4 separate regions of the Mus musculus genome follow, and all the other regions are linked to region 2. A link is a contact called in public Hi-C and HiChIP or PLAC-seq data. All regions are on one chromosome and are shown on one strand. The core of a region is the stretch at or near the end of the contact, and the rest is flanking DNA. Distances in the headings are between cores, read along the strand shown.

Evidence for each region. Hi-C and Micro-C count contacts between places; a contact is called where the count stands out from the background. HiChIP or PLAC-seq counts read pairs in DNA pulled down with a chosen protein or histone mark.
Region 1: a contact with region 2 is called in a Hi-C map of cortical neurons, with 2.7 times the contacts expected there. The contact joins the enhancer-like site here to the promoter of Tanc2 in region 2. A contact is called at or near these places in 10 of 39 promoter capture datasets (the 3T3-L1 cell line, 3T3-L1-derived adipocytes, cranial neural crest and 6 more), 2 of 484 Hi-C or Micro-C datasets (cerebral cortex and cortical neurons) and 3 of 115 datasets of contacts at active chromatin or transcription factors (embryonic forebrain, neural progenitor cells and neural tube).
Region 3: an H3K4me3 HiChIP or PLAC-seq map of neural tube shows a contact between it and region 2, with 3 times the contacts expected there. The contact joins the enhancer-like site here to the promoter of Tanc2 in region 2. A contact is called at or near these places in 7 of 39 promoter capture datasets (the 3T3-L1 cell line, 3T3-L1-derived adipocytes, frontonasal cranial neural crest and 4 more), 3 of 484 Hi-C or Micro-C datasets (the C2C12 cell line, the HL-1 cell line and myocytes) and 1 of 115 datasets of contacts at active chromatin or transcription factors (neural tube).
Region 4: an H3K4me3 HiChIP or PLAC-seq map of forebrain shows a contact between it and region 2, with 6 times the contacts expected there. The contact joins the enhancer-like site here to the promoter of Tanc2 in region 2. A contact is called at or near these places in 16 of 39 promoter capture datasets (the 3T3-L1 cell line, the C10 cell line, the SN4741 cell line and 10 more), 9 of 484 Hi-C or Micro-C datasets (bone marrow-derived macrophages, cerebral cortex, embryonic fibroblasts and 5 more), 19 of 115 datasets of contacts at active chromatin or transcription factors (CD8 T cells, VIP interneurons, bone marrow-derived macrophages and 14 more) and 4 of 9 other capture datasets (adipose tissue, liver, macrophages and 1 more).

Annotation. Positions count from the first base shown.
Region 1 is chr11:105,826,725-105,830,033 of GRCm38.p6, reverse strand. All of the region lies in intron 8 of Tanc2 (tetratricopeptide repeat, ankyrin repeat and coiled-coil containing 2), which reads right to left. Among named protein-coding and RNA genes, the nearest start is that of Cyb561, 120 kb to the left of the region's middle. Within about 2 kb of position 1,738, at least 6 of the 459 cell types and tissues checked have an H3K27ac peak or open chromatin away from gene starts, as enhancers often do. A contact at or near this core is called in cortical neurons, where this site is marked.
Region 2 is chr11:105,588,725-105,591,743 of GRCm38.p6, reverse strand. Tanc2 (tetratricopeptide repeat, ankyrin repeat and coiled-coil containing 2) reads right to left here and starts at 1,758. Exons shown (of 26, transcript NM_181071.3): 1 at 1,495-1,758.
Region 3 is chr11:105,757,685-105,760,928 of GRCm38.p6, reverse strand. All of the region lies in intron 4 of Tanc2 (tetratricopeptide repeat, ankyrin repeat and coiled-coil containing 2), which reads right to left. Among named protein-coding and RNA genes, the nearest start is that of Tanc2, 170 kb to the right of the region's middle. Within about 2 kb of position 1,333, at least 39 of the 459 cell types and tissues checked have an H3K27ac peak or open chromatin away from gene starts, as enhancers often do. A contact at or near this core is called in neural tube and second pharyngeal arch cranial neural crest, where this site is marked.
Region 4 is chr11:105,386,803-105,390,097 of GRCm38.p6, reverse strand. Marchf10 (membrane associated ring-CH-type finger 10) reads left to right here. Exons shown (of 12, transcript NM_172568.2): 7 at 1-514. Among named protein-coding and RNA genes, the nearest start is that of Gm39417, 61 kb to the left of the region's middle. Within about 2 kb of position 1,252, at least 17 of the 459 cell types and tissues checked have an H3K27ac peak or open chromatin away from gene starts, as enhancers often do. A contact at or near this core is called in embryonic limb bud and forebrain, where this site is marked.

The DNA.
Region 1 (3,309 bases), core at 489-2,988, 240 kb before region 2:
TCTTAGAATCTTCAGTTTACTTTTTCTGATAAATGAAAAAAATTCAATGTTTTTATACATTCTCTATTTTTTAAAAGAATTTCATTTTGAATATGAATTTCATTTGAATATGGTAAGTAAGCAGAGATTTTGAATTATTCCTTTGAAGGTTCACTGTTGTTTTGATAATGTAGTTCTTTCATGTGACATTTCTGAAGTAGCTATAGTCATTATTTTGAGACAAGGAATATATTGTGCATACTGGTCTTAAAACTCTTGGGCCCAAGCATGCTGTCTGCTTCAGCCTCCCACACAGCCGGCATCCAAGAGCATCCCACTGTGCTTTGCTCTCTCTCAATCAGTTTTGCAAAGACTTTATTTCCGTGTCACCATCCAGTCTCTCTGTTCTACTCTCCTAGTAGTCAACTGGCAGTCTTAAAGATTCATCAAATGTTGAAGCTAAGTATCATTTTTATTCATCAGTCTCCTGGTTAAGTTTTGCCTAAATTCTAGAGAGGTGAGCAGTTGAACAGTTTATTTTGAAGGCTTTGGTTCTTGGAGTTCTTTTCATCATTTTATGTGATGTCACTTGTATCAGTGGCTAACAACTCAGAGGGGATCTTGGGTACTTCAGTACCTTTTCTAGAGGACAGGAGTGGGAAGCCAAGAGGGGAAGGAGCTTGGTAGGAAGAGGGAGAGAGAAAGAGTGAACTGGCTATGTCAGAATTCCAGAGAGGAAGGAGAAAATACAAAGATCAAAACCTAGTTGGCATGACCCATTGATACATGCCTTAGGGAAGTAAAAAGGAAGTGAGGTCAACTCTTGCTCAGGCCTGCTTCAGGGTGAGCTCTTCTGATCAGAAGGGAAATCGTGAACTTTTCTTGAAAAACAAATTCTTATAATATTTTTATAGCTGTGTCTCTCTCTTTAGGACTAGAGACTTAAGTCCACATAACTGGTTTTAAAATTTGAATAAAAATCCAATTCTGACTGCTAGGTCCAGGCCTTTTCTATGATACTGCATCTTCTGTACAGGATGTGAGCACTGCAGGGGATGAACTAGGTTTATCATTGTTTGCTTCCTAGCTTGTCTCTGTCCTTGCCTTTAAGAATTATGTTTGGGGGCTGTGGAGATGGCTCTATTGGGAAAGTGTGTGCTGTCCAGGCACGGACCAGCGTTCAGACCCTCAGTGCTCACGAGAGGGCCTGGTGTGGCTACGCTGCCTGTGGGAGGAAGAACACAAGTCTGGCCAGAGACTGCATTTCCAGTGAGAATAGTTACTGAGAGGCTAAACTCCTTTTTAAACTGAATTATCTCTTTGGGTCTAAGATTACTCTAGATTTTGTTTCAAAGGAGGCTTTCCTGAATTTGATTAAAGCTAATTTATAATATGGAATATGGAGTAAGCAGTGATTCAACGTATTTCCATTTTAGAGAATAATTCTATTAAGATAGCTTCTGGCACTGGGCAGATGGCACATCCATGTAATCTCAGAATTTGGGAGGCAGAGGCAGGAGGATCAGTTCATGTTTGAGGTCAGCCTAGGCTACAGAGAGTTCTAGGTCAGCACTGGATACAGAGCCAAACAAAGACAAGGCCTCTCGTGGACACAATGTTGCATGGCACCTTATCCTACTGAGAAGGCTTTGACATTTTAAAAAGTTATTTTAAACTTTTTCTAAAAATGTAATCTATTCACAAAAGTCTCAAGAGAAGAACACAGACAAAATTAGAGCAGTGCCATATGGTAAAACAACTGCAGGCACCAAGAAGAGCCAAGAAACAGTTTCTGTATCTCAGTACCTAGGACTTTTGTCAGACTGACGTTAAAAGAAAGCCTTATTTTTAATGTACCCAATCATAAATTTAGGATAGGACTGTGGGGGCAGGGAAATAATATTCTCTGTCAGATCATTCGTAAATGACTGTTTATTTTGGATATCAGCTAGTTTCAAAGAGCTTTCCCATGGTAGAAACCACCAAAATATTCCATTGAGAAGTTACTACTGCAACTTCTCCTGAAGGAGAAGGTGACTTAGTCCTATTCAGTGGCAGTGTATGGGTACCAGGCAGCGCTCCCAGGGAAGTAAGAAGACCACCACACCCACCCTTTTAAAAATATTCTAGTAAACTATACTAACCATAATTTGCGTGGAAATGCTCATAGAAAGACAGGGTAAGAATGATGTGGATACATGAGAAGACACATGAAAAAAATCAAGAAGCACTTATTATTTTTTCCAACTCTTTGTATATCTGAAAAAATTTTAAACAAAATAATATACAGAGAAAACATTCTAACACAGGATTCAAGTAAGATGAGTTTTGGAAAGAAACTTTTTCAAGAGATATGAGAACCACTCTCTTGAGCTTGTGGGAAAGCTCAGTGGATAAGGTACTTGCCACCAAGGCTGGTCAGAATTCAATACCCAGGACCCTCCTGGCAGAAGTAGAAAACTGACTCCCACAAGTTGTGCTGACATTTATAGGCACGTGCTAGGGTACATGCACAAACCTATATGCACACACAGACATACAGAAAACCAATCAATAAATATAACCTTCCTGCATACCACTTCAGACTCATTCAGTGTGTGCATCTTTTCAATGTAAATTATGCTTGTGGTAACACATGAACTATTTCTAGGGTTATTCTCTTATAAGCTCATCACTAGTTACAATTATATATTTAGGTTATAGAAAAAAAATCTCGTTTTTTTAAAGGCAAGGATAAACCTTAAAAAAAAAACCCAAAAAACAAAGGAAAATCAAATAAGCCCAAGATTTATTAAAGTTAACAAACCTGCTCATTCAAATGTAAATAGAAACAGCTAAAGGGGAGAGGAGGCAGAATGGAAAGTTGGGACATGAATGCTCTAAATGGTTTTTGACTGAAGCATACTTATTCATGGAAAATACCATGAGTCAGTTGAAACAAAGTCACTTATGGCCTGGCAGAAGAAAGGATGTACATCATGTAGACAGGGTCTGGTACAAATAAAATGACAACTGGGCTAGCTTGTATCCTTCCAGAAGGAACACAAAATCTAGCTTGGAAGTACCTCTGTTCCTCAGAGTAAAAGATAATTTCTGGTTCATCCTTAGAATTCTTTCTATGCATATAATTCTTTACACAAAGCAAGAGAGAAAACATCTATGTTTCAAACAAAACTTGAAAATATTACTAACGCACACATACCCAGAAGGCTTATTTGCTTAGACAGAGTCTTTCTAGATAGTTCAGGCATGACATGGATCTTGCAATCCTCCTTCACCAGCCTCCCAAGGACAGGAATTGTGGGGCTGAGTATGCCAACATGCAGTTTA
Region 2 (3,019 bases), core at 509-3,008:
ACACATCAAATATTTCTGCTTTTGTTTCAGTTACACAGATACTCAATGTATACACACGTTATTTTTAATGGCTCATCTAGCTGTCTTTTGTTACTTTTGAAATTACAGTATGTTCTGACAATCCTCTCAAAACACAGATGTTCTTAGATGGAAGTCACAACGTTTTGTAGCATGTGGACACACACACACACTTAAGAGAGAAAGATGGGGTTGAAAGGAGGAGGAAGAGAGGTAAGGAACAGTTGTTTCATTTGTTTCTGGTTTTCCCTCACATCCCGAAGACAATTTACCTGGTAAATGCTACAAGGAACACTAACTACATTGACAGTATCCATGTTGCTGCATTTTATGCCAATTTACTGTATAGCGTTTTTATCTTATCTCACCATCCCATCTCAAGAGCTAAAACATACCAGAATATTCCACTATTGCCAGGCTCTGTAATTAGCCACTGCCATAGCTTTTGGCTCCAACCCTTCAAAATGCCTGAAAATTTATCCCTTTTGTTCACCATATTGTTCTGTTTTCCTTGTTCCACTTATTTTCACCTGTAAAAAAGCCAAGGCAGGGACACATGAAAAATCGTTCCCTTTGCCTAACGATCCTGAACACACAATTACAGTCAGGGTGCTTGGCTTGTTTGTCTTTTTTTGTTGTTTGTGTTTTTCTTTTTTTTCTTTTTTCCTTGAGAGGAGCAGAGGAGAGAGTGAAAGACATCCAATCTTTTCCTAATGCTAATGACCATTGTTTATGTTTTCTGGGAAACATTTTAAACATTCCACACCTGGAATAGAGAGACAGGCTACAATTGCATGGATGCTCTACATGTTGATGACAAAATCTGAAATCATTTTAGCCCCATTTTTTTCCTTTCCCATCTCACAATCAGACAATCTTTTTTTTTTTTTTTTTTTTTTGCTTTCACGTGGGTACTTTCCCCATGTCAAAAATCGCAGCTCCTCTCGATCTCCTACGACAGAATATGTAGCAAAAGCCCCATTAGTCTTTTATTATAGTACACCTCCTTCCCCAAAGGAATTATTCATGTTCCTAATAACACTTCTACCATGCATTTCTACGCCACAGAGGCCAGCCCATCCTGTGCCTTTACCTGGCACATTTCACAACTACTTTTATGCTGCATTCAGGGACACATTTTGCAACTCGTTCTGCACCACATTCCTTGCCACGTTTAGCAATCTGCCTCGCATCTCATCCCGGTCCCCGTCATCCAAAGACCCTCCAGGTACCAAATACCAAGACCAACCTCGGTGACAACCAAGTGGTAGACCCCGGAGCCCTCCGAAGCCGCCCTCGGTCCCACATTCATTCGGAGGCAGCCTGCCTTCCCCACGCCTTCGACACCGGAGGCACTTCACTGTCCGTTTCCCAGTCTCCCTGCTCGCCCCAGCCCCCGCAGCTGAGGCGTCGCAAGCGAACGCCCCTGTCACCTCACCCTCACCGACCCTTCTTCCCTGCTCGCCCAGCCCTTACCTGCCGTTCTAAGGGGCGCGGCGCACCTCGGGGTCAAGCCCGCGTGCCAGTGGTCTCCGGTGAGGACCGCGCCGCCCGCGGACGCCCCACGGAGGATCCGCACCTCAGTCGGGCTCGGCGGGGCCTCGCGGCCGGCGAGCGCTGGCAGCCCGCTGCGGTCCTCCTGTCAGCGGCGGCGCGGGGGGGACAGGCTCGCCCCTCAGCACCGCGGCGGCGGCGGGCGCCTCGCTCCGCCTCGCGCGCGGCACAGCCGGGAGGTGAGCGCGAGGGGGATGGGAACGGGGGCGGGGCCGCCCGAGGAGGCGCGCGGGGCGGCGGAGGGAGCGCGGCGCCTGCCGCCTGGGGCCCCGCGCTAGCGGCGCTCGCAGCTGGCCGCGCTGGGCGGGCGGGCGGCTGGCGCGAGGCGGCTGTGGCCAGCGGGCCCCGCCGGAGCAGCGCGCGCCCAGCAACCCGCGCCCGGCAGGCCGCTCTCTAGCGCCGCCGCCGCGCCGGGGGCGTCGCACCCTCGGAGGCCGCCCGCAGCCCCGCCCCCTCCGGGCCGGGTTGGGGAGGAGCGCGAGCGCGGAGGGAGAGCGCGTGCGTGGGGGCGCGTGCGTGGTGGAGCGCGCGCGCCCCCGCCCCCCGCCCCTCCACGGCCTGGGGGCGGGGAGGCGTTGCGAGAGCTGGTGGTGGTGAACCCCGGCTCCGCGCTGACAGAGGGGGCCCTGGCGCTGCAGGACGTGTAGGCATTTCTGGTTTCCTCAGGGGGCTTGGACTGGTGGGGTCGAAGGCATTTGGTAAGGAAGAGGAGAGGAAGCTCAATAGCTGACAAGGCCCTAAAGAGTTTGGCTCCGCCCCCCGAGATGATGTCACTCTCGAGGTGGCTGCTGCTGTCACGTGCGCCCACTTCTGGGGGCCTTTCCTCCTGCTTTGATAGCCCGAACGTTCCTCTAGACTGCCCCCGGCTCTGGTCACCACAGGCACACGTGTCACTCAAAGTCATCGACGCCAACAAGTGTCAGTTATTCCTCTCCTGCGTCTCAGTGGTAATGTGTAGACTGCTTTCAAGATGCCACCGTTGCCTTTCGAACAGGGATGGGAGGAAAAACAACAATGGCTTGGGGGCGGGGGGGGGGCGAGGGAAAATAGAGAGGAAGAAAGAAAACTGTCATCTGGAACAATTGATGACAGTTCTCTAACCTTAGCTTGCTAGACTTCAGTAAAGTTGACACGCTGCCTCTGTCATTACCAGCTTCAATAAGAACTATAGTGATTTCAAGGCACCCGGCTAAGCATAGAAAGTCATCACATTAAGACCCCATTGGAGGCTATTCAGTCATGTTTCTCCCCAAACTCTCTGCCTAGATGGTCTTCAGCTTGCTTCAAACCACGAAAACAGCCCTTCAACTTTGCAGGATTCTTGGAATAAAAATTTTTTCCCAAGTGCGTGCTACAAGATGATACAAAGCAATCATCGTTGCATATTTTGCTTGGGTGAACTTCCATCCCATTAACTGAGATGACTTTTTCGTCATCTGCTTCTTAA
Region 3 (3,244 bases), core at 84-2,583, 170 kb before region 2:
GCATTGGACTCTGGGGCAGCCTTCTGTTTGTTTAATATGTACTGTACTCTTTAATTCATTTTGTTTATTGCTTATTTTTGATACTACCTAGAGATAATACTATCTTCAATTCCAGGTTACACACTTATCTTAATAGAAACTTATTTTAGGAAATCTAAAAACATTACTATAAAAGAACAAAATCAGTACAACGTGCCTATGCTATAAACCTGCTTCAGATTATAAAGTGAAGCCTAGGAAGCACAGTAGGAAACATTCTGGCACTGCGTTTTCATTCTTCCTGGTGTTCTAAAAACCTTAGCTCAAGTTTGGTTATACTAACAAAGAATCCATACTTGTGGAAAATATGCATAAACAATCACATTACTAAGACTGCCCAGAGCGATTTAGCACAGACATTCCCAAGTCACAACTACTTTGCTTCATAACCAGAACAACAGCTACATTCGATCAGTGATATAATTAATATGGTGTTAAAGAGATTAGGCTCCTGACAGTCATTCTGACTTGTGAATCTAGAGAAGGAAAAGCCTCATTTGGGCTGGAAGCACAGTTCAGTGTAGCAGGGTTTGCTTAACTTCTATGCATCCCTCTGTTAGAGCCCAGATTTAAAGGAGTAGAGCAAAAAGAAGGAGGAAGGAGGGTAAAAAGAAGATAAGGAAAGGGGAAGAAAAGAGAGGTACTAGGTGGTAAGAGGAGGCACTTAGGGGAAAAAAAGTAAAAGATTCAGCATTTATTTTATAACACTAATTTACAAATGAATGCAAAGTACAATATTGCATTTGCTGTGACAGGATGAAGAACTTATGCAATGCTACCAGAAGAGCTTTTGTTGCTTTGGGAAAAAGAGAAGCCCATATTTAATATATACTACTACTGAAAGATAAGTCTGAGAATAAAACCCTCAAGATCTTTTAATACTCAAAATGGATTCGTAAGGTCAATTATATCTTATTTATCAGGATGTGGCTCAAGTTTTCCTGTACTGTTTTGTAAGTGTGTCCTATCTGGCTGCAGAGATAAAACCCTGACATTTCAGATCTGAAAAATGATAAATTTTCAGAAGTAGGAATTTAGAAGTAGGAATCACTCTGTCCTGTTCACTCCAAGTAAAATATATAGTATTGTTATTTTTCCACAGTGGTTTAATATCATTTTTAATGAGCAAGAATAAACAAAAGACCTAAAACCAAGTATCTCAAGGTTCTTTGCTACCGTTCTGAACTGTACTTTCAACTGGAGCTACGAATGTTTCTGACACAGTTCTATGGACTCACTCTAGAGAAGAGTGTAAAGGATGCTGCCAGGCAACTCACTGAAGTCTGAAAGAATCTGAGCACTAATAATGAGCCTGTCTGTTTGGCTCCCACACAAGAAGGATTTAGTGAAGTCCACATGTGTTTACAGGCCATTCACAAGAAGAGGGTATCTGTAAAAGTGAGTGTTCAAGAGGAATCAAGCTCAGTATCTAATTCAACTTTAATATTTCTAATATCTAAAGCATTTTCTGCAACTATCCAGAATTCCAACAACAATTAGGCACAAGTCATAATCAAAAGGTCCAGTACTGAATGAACATTCTTACACATATCTTTGATGCTCCTGTCCACACAGGGCCACTATCACATGTCTTTAATTACTTCAAATCACAAAAATAATCCTGAAAACCTCATCTGCCAAAATTACTTTGAAATTTATCTTTGAAACTGTTTGCAATACTCTCATCAGTAGATAAAACAACATGTACTTTATAAAACCTATGCTCTTTTAGGAGAATAAGTATTAAGATGCAAGAATTAACGTGTTTTTATGAGTACTATACATGCAAGGCTGCTCTGCCGGGTGGGCCTGCTGCAATCCTCCCCTTTTCAAAGCAGACGCTGCATGCATGCTTACCAGGGCAGTATGCATCCACGTCCAGTTTCTGAGCTGAAGTGAGGGTTGGGGAGCCAAGCTCGGACTCTGGAATTCGTGGGCTCTCAACAAACTTTGCCTTCCTCAGAGGGGCTAAGGACAAAAAGAAAGAGAGAAAGAAGGAAAAGGAGAGGAAAGCAGAAGAGGGGTGAGAAAAAGGAAAAAGGAACAGAGGGAAAGAGAAGGGGAAAGGGAAAGAGAGAAACACAGAGGGGTCATGAGTAAGGGGAACAGCAGGCAACAGATGGAAGCACTTACATGAACGACACACTCTGTCAGACTCAGATCAGGTTACCCTATTTTTTGTGCCAGAAAAAAAAATTAACTGCATTCCTCATACAGGAGATGGGTCTTGTTTAAAAGTCATTGAAAATGGGAAAAGCTAAAATCTATTATCCAAAACTTTGAGCATAAATTGTAATTGTCTACCACCTCTGGTTACTTCCTCTCTTTATTAAGAAAGGACTTTCTTGTCTTGGCTTTCTGTGCCTTCAAATACAAGTACTAACTAAGAAAAGTACTGAAAGAAGTTTTAAGGTTTAATTACAACAGCTGTAATGAAGTTTCCTTTATCCAGAAAAAAATTACTCATATTAAGTACTGAAAGTGTGATTAAATATTGATGTAGTTTAATAAGGAAATCAATCATTTTGCTGTTCAGCCATTAGAGTAAGAAGTCAACAATGCTAGGATACTAAAATACAAAGTAGGCCATGACAAGTTAACACAAATGCTGAAAAGATATGTCTTAGTTACAAACTTAATCATGAAACCTAGACAATAGTAACACTCCATATCATAAAATTATTCAATATTAGTATATTCATAAACTTGATATTTGTACTTAATAAAGGTCATATTCAAAGTAGGTATCTTAGTATATAACTCGTACTCTCCCTGAAAATCCTAACTGCTTAGGTTTTAGGCTGTGCACCCCTCTGCCACACTGCGCAGATAAATGAGCTGTGTGGGGTTAAGGTGCGTTATTGACTTACATTCAAATATTCCGTTAAGCATCTTTCAAAAAAATCCTAGTTAAATATCTTAAAAGTTAAATTAGATTGATTACTTTGACATTTTTCAAACTGAATTATAATAAACTCTAGTTCTCATGACTGCAGAATAAACTCTTTTCATTGCTGAGCCATCTCTTCAGCCCTGATGATTTAATTGCTCAAAATCTTCAGTCCTTCTCTAGGCTGGTATTAAACCACAGTCCTGGCTTTGGAATAATGACCACACCTGCTGAGTTCTGACAAAGACAGCACTGGTCCCTGATCAAGGGACTTTCTTCATATGAATAAAATTTTCAAAAATATTTTTATGATAC
Region 4 (3,295 bases), core at 3-2,502, 200 kb after region 2:
GATCATCCATGAATCCACCTTACAGTGCTCATGGGTCACTGCTCCATTCTGCTCTGATAGACGACATCCCGGCAAACTTGTCCATGTCATCTATCCTAGTCCCAAGTTCAGACTTGGAGGAAAACCTAAGGTTTAATGTACGCCGGCCACTCTCACCCATCAGAAATAGAAATCCATTGGCCGCTGCTGAAGGCCGCAGTGATGAAGCCCAGGGTACACAGGAGATGGCTTCAACGAGTCACATTCAGGAGCCTCCATTACTGGCAGATCTACCAAATCCACAAAGCAGTGTGGCCTTAGGGGACTCTCCCAGCTCTCCTACAAGACGACATTTACAAGGCCATTTCTACATGCCTGGGTCCCTGCAGGAAAATATACCTTTTACTTTCTTTGCAGTATCTGATTTTGCAAATCAAAATGATAACGGAACCACCGTTAGAGTCTCTGGTGTCATGGATGAAAAGGCCACAGAAATAAAGGCAGATCCTGAGAAGCTCAGGAAATTGCAAGAAAGGTAGGGATTTGTTGTAACTATACACTGCCCCCTATTCCACCTCCACCCCCACCCCGTGCTGAGATAACCATTGCCTTTATTAGAGAAGTGTGGGAACTTTAAATCACAGTCATGTTCTTCCCTGACATGTTAATGAGACTGATTATTTTAGGAAAAATCATCCCTAATTCGTTACCCTTAAAAGATGTGTATATACAAAGAAGAATTTGGCAGTCCCACTCAGCTTCATCCATATATTTGCCAAAGTATCTTTTTCCTTGAAAACTTCAGAAAGGCAAGGGCCAGCCACATGGCTCAGTGGGTAAGGGTGCCAGTCTTAGGAGATGAGTTCCATCCTCAAGAACCATACAGTGGGAGAGAATGGACTCTCCTCAAGTGCCCTCTGACCGCCACACTTACACTAGCAAACAGAGGGGCAGGCATGGGGGGAAAGAATATTTTTACATACATACATACATACATACATACATACATACACACACACACACACACACACACACACATACATACATAAAAGGCAAATTTCCAGGAACACAAGGATGCCTGGTAGCACAGGGCTCTCCCCTCTCCTCAGCAATTAACTGGGAATTTATTTTATTTTATTTTCTGAAAAGGTTGCTAACTCCCCAGAGAAGGAACCATTCAGCTCTTGAAGTTCACAGCTCTCTCTCCTGAGACTTCCTGCAAATCCAACCAACAGTTCTAGAATTTAAACCTTCCAAACAGTTACCATAGTTACCCCAGTTCTCTGAAGGGCGGGGCTGGAGTAACCAACTGCCTCCATGCTAAGTGTGTGCTCTCTCTCCCTCTCGCTCATGCATGAGAAAAACACCATCCTTTTTTAAGTTGCCCTTTTCTTTGATCTTTCCTTCCTCCTGAGGTGAGTTAGGGATATTTCACAGCCATGAAACTGGATACTTTTTAAAGCCTTCATTAAACTCTGTCAGCCTTCTACCATCTCTTTTATGATAGGGTGTTTACTGTGCCCAAATCTTGGCTTAAGGATCTGGAAATTGATTCTTGGAGCATGAGCCTTCTTTGTACATGTCAGTACGGCTCCTCCGGGCCATTAATCACCCTATTGATGTCCATTTGCAAGCAGAAAAATTTCACCACAATGAATTGAAAATGGAAAAAGAAGAGAGAAATAAAACAGATTGCATATACAATCCCCTTCAGAAAGAAGAGCTTGCTTCTCTTTATGTGTGTGTGTAGCTGCACACATGCGTGTGCATTTGTGCCTCTGTATGTATATGTGCATAGCTGTGTGTGTGTGCATGACCATGCAGAGGCCTGAACTTGACATCAGGTGAATTCTTCAGTCACTCTCCACTTTGTTTCTTGAAGTGGGTTCTCTCATTGAACCACAGCCCTCCAATTTCGGCTAGTCTAGCTAGCCACAGCTCCTCCCTCCCCGTCCCCCCCACCCCACCCCCGACTCAAGTTCTGGGGTCACAGGTGGCTCCACACCTACCCTGCTAAGAGCTTTCTAGTTCTTTGTGTCTTTTCTTTTCATGGTTAAACAAGCTACAAGAAGACCATCCATGGCTAAGACCAAGAGAACTTATATAAACCCATCACCACCAACCCCCAAATGTAGCTTCAGACGTACTGATCAGATGTCTAGACTCCAACCATCCCAAAGTGATGTCTTTAGGCTCAAAATCATTTCTTGTAAAATGCAAGTGCTTCTTGACCTGGGCCTCTGCATTAAGCATCTATCATTCGCTGAGTATTTGTTTTACTGTGTGTTCCATCTCTCTGTATATAATAAAGCCTAATGTCATTTCAAAAATGTCCATTTTAGGAAATGTTTGTAAATAAAGTTTTATTTATTTTTGACATAGCATAGCCAGAAACCCTGACTGACCTGGAACTCACTCTGCAGATCTGGCTGATCTCAAAGTCATAGAGGCCTCTGCCTCCCAAATGTTGGGCCTTGTGTGGATTTTCCCCCTTGTGAAGTAGTTGTCCTGAGATTGTCCCTGCTGGTCTACACAGCCACCGACATCATGCATCCTGTGCTCTGCAGATGCGGGCCAACCCCAGAGTCTGTTCTGCTCCATTGGGCCTCCTTTGCCTTTCCTGACCTGGTGTCATAGCATCCTAACACCTGCCTTTCTCCCCACGATCTTTCGAGCGTCCTTGACTACACACGGGCTGAGTCTGCTGGCTGGGGCTGTTTCATTGGAATTACATTGAACCTATGTGCTGGTCCAGCAGTGCTGACAACTGGGAAACCCGGATTCTTGATTTGCATGGCTTTGCTCTGCTCTTGTGTCTTTATGTGCATCTATCATTTTCTTTACAAAAGCCCTTTGCTTCATCTCAGGTTCTTTATTTGCTGTTGTTTGCTATTGAAATGGTTTTTCAATTCTAACTCTTTGCGGCTCATGTACAGGAATGCAATTGACTATAATTTTTATTTTCTCTGTGTTTTGTTAAACTCTCTTATTGTGTACATGTAGTACTTTGTCTGTAGATTGTTTGGATTTCCTATGTAGAAAATAGTTTTGACTGTGAATATTTCCATTCCTCTCATTTCAAACCTTGTATTTTTAATGCTGTTTTAAATCTTACAGTATTATATCCATTTTTTAAGGATGGCTGGTTTTATATTAAATGTTCATTGCCTGTCGATGAGTCTCCTTTCAGAGTATAACCACACTTGCTTTAGCTAGGACAGCTTATGGAAAACACACCTGAGATCATAGGGAACAGGCATGCTTAAGGTTCATTGTAAAATTGCTTTTTAAGGAATTTCTAGGTGCTGGGGAGACA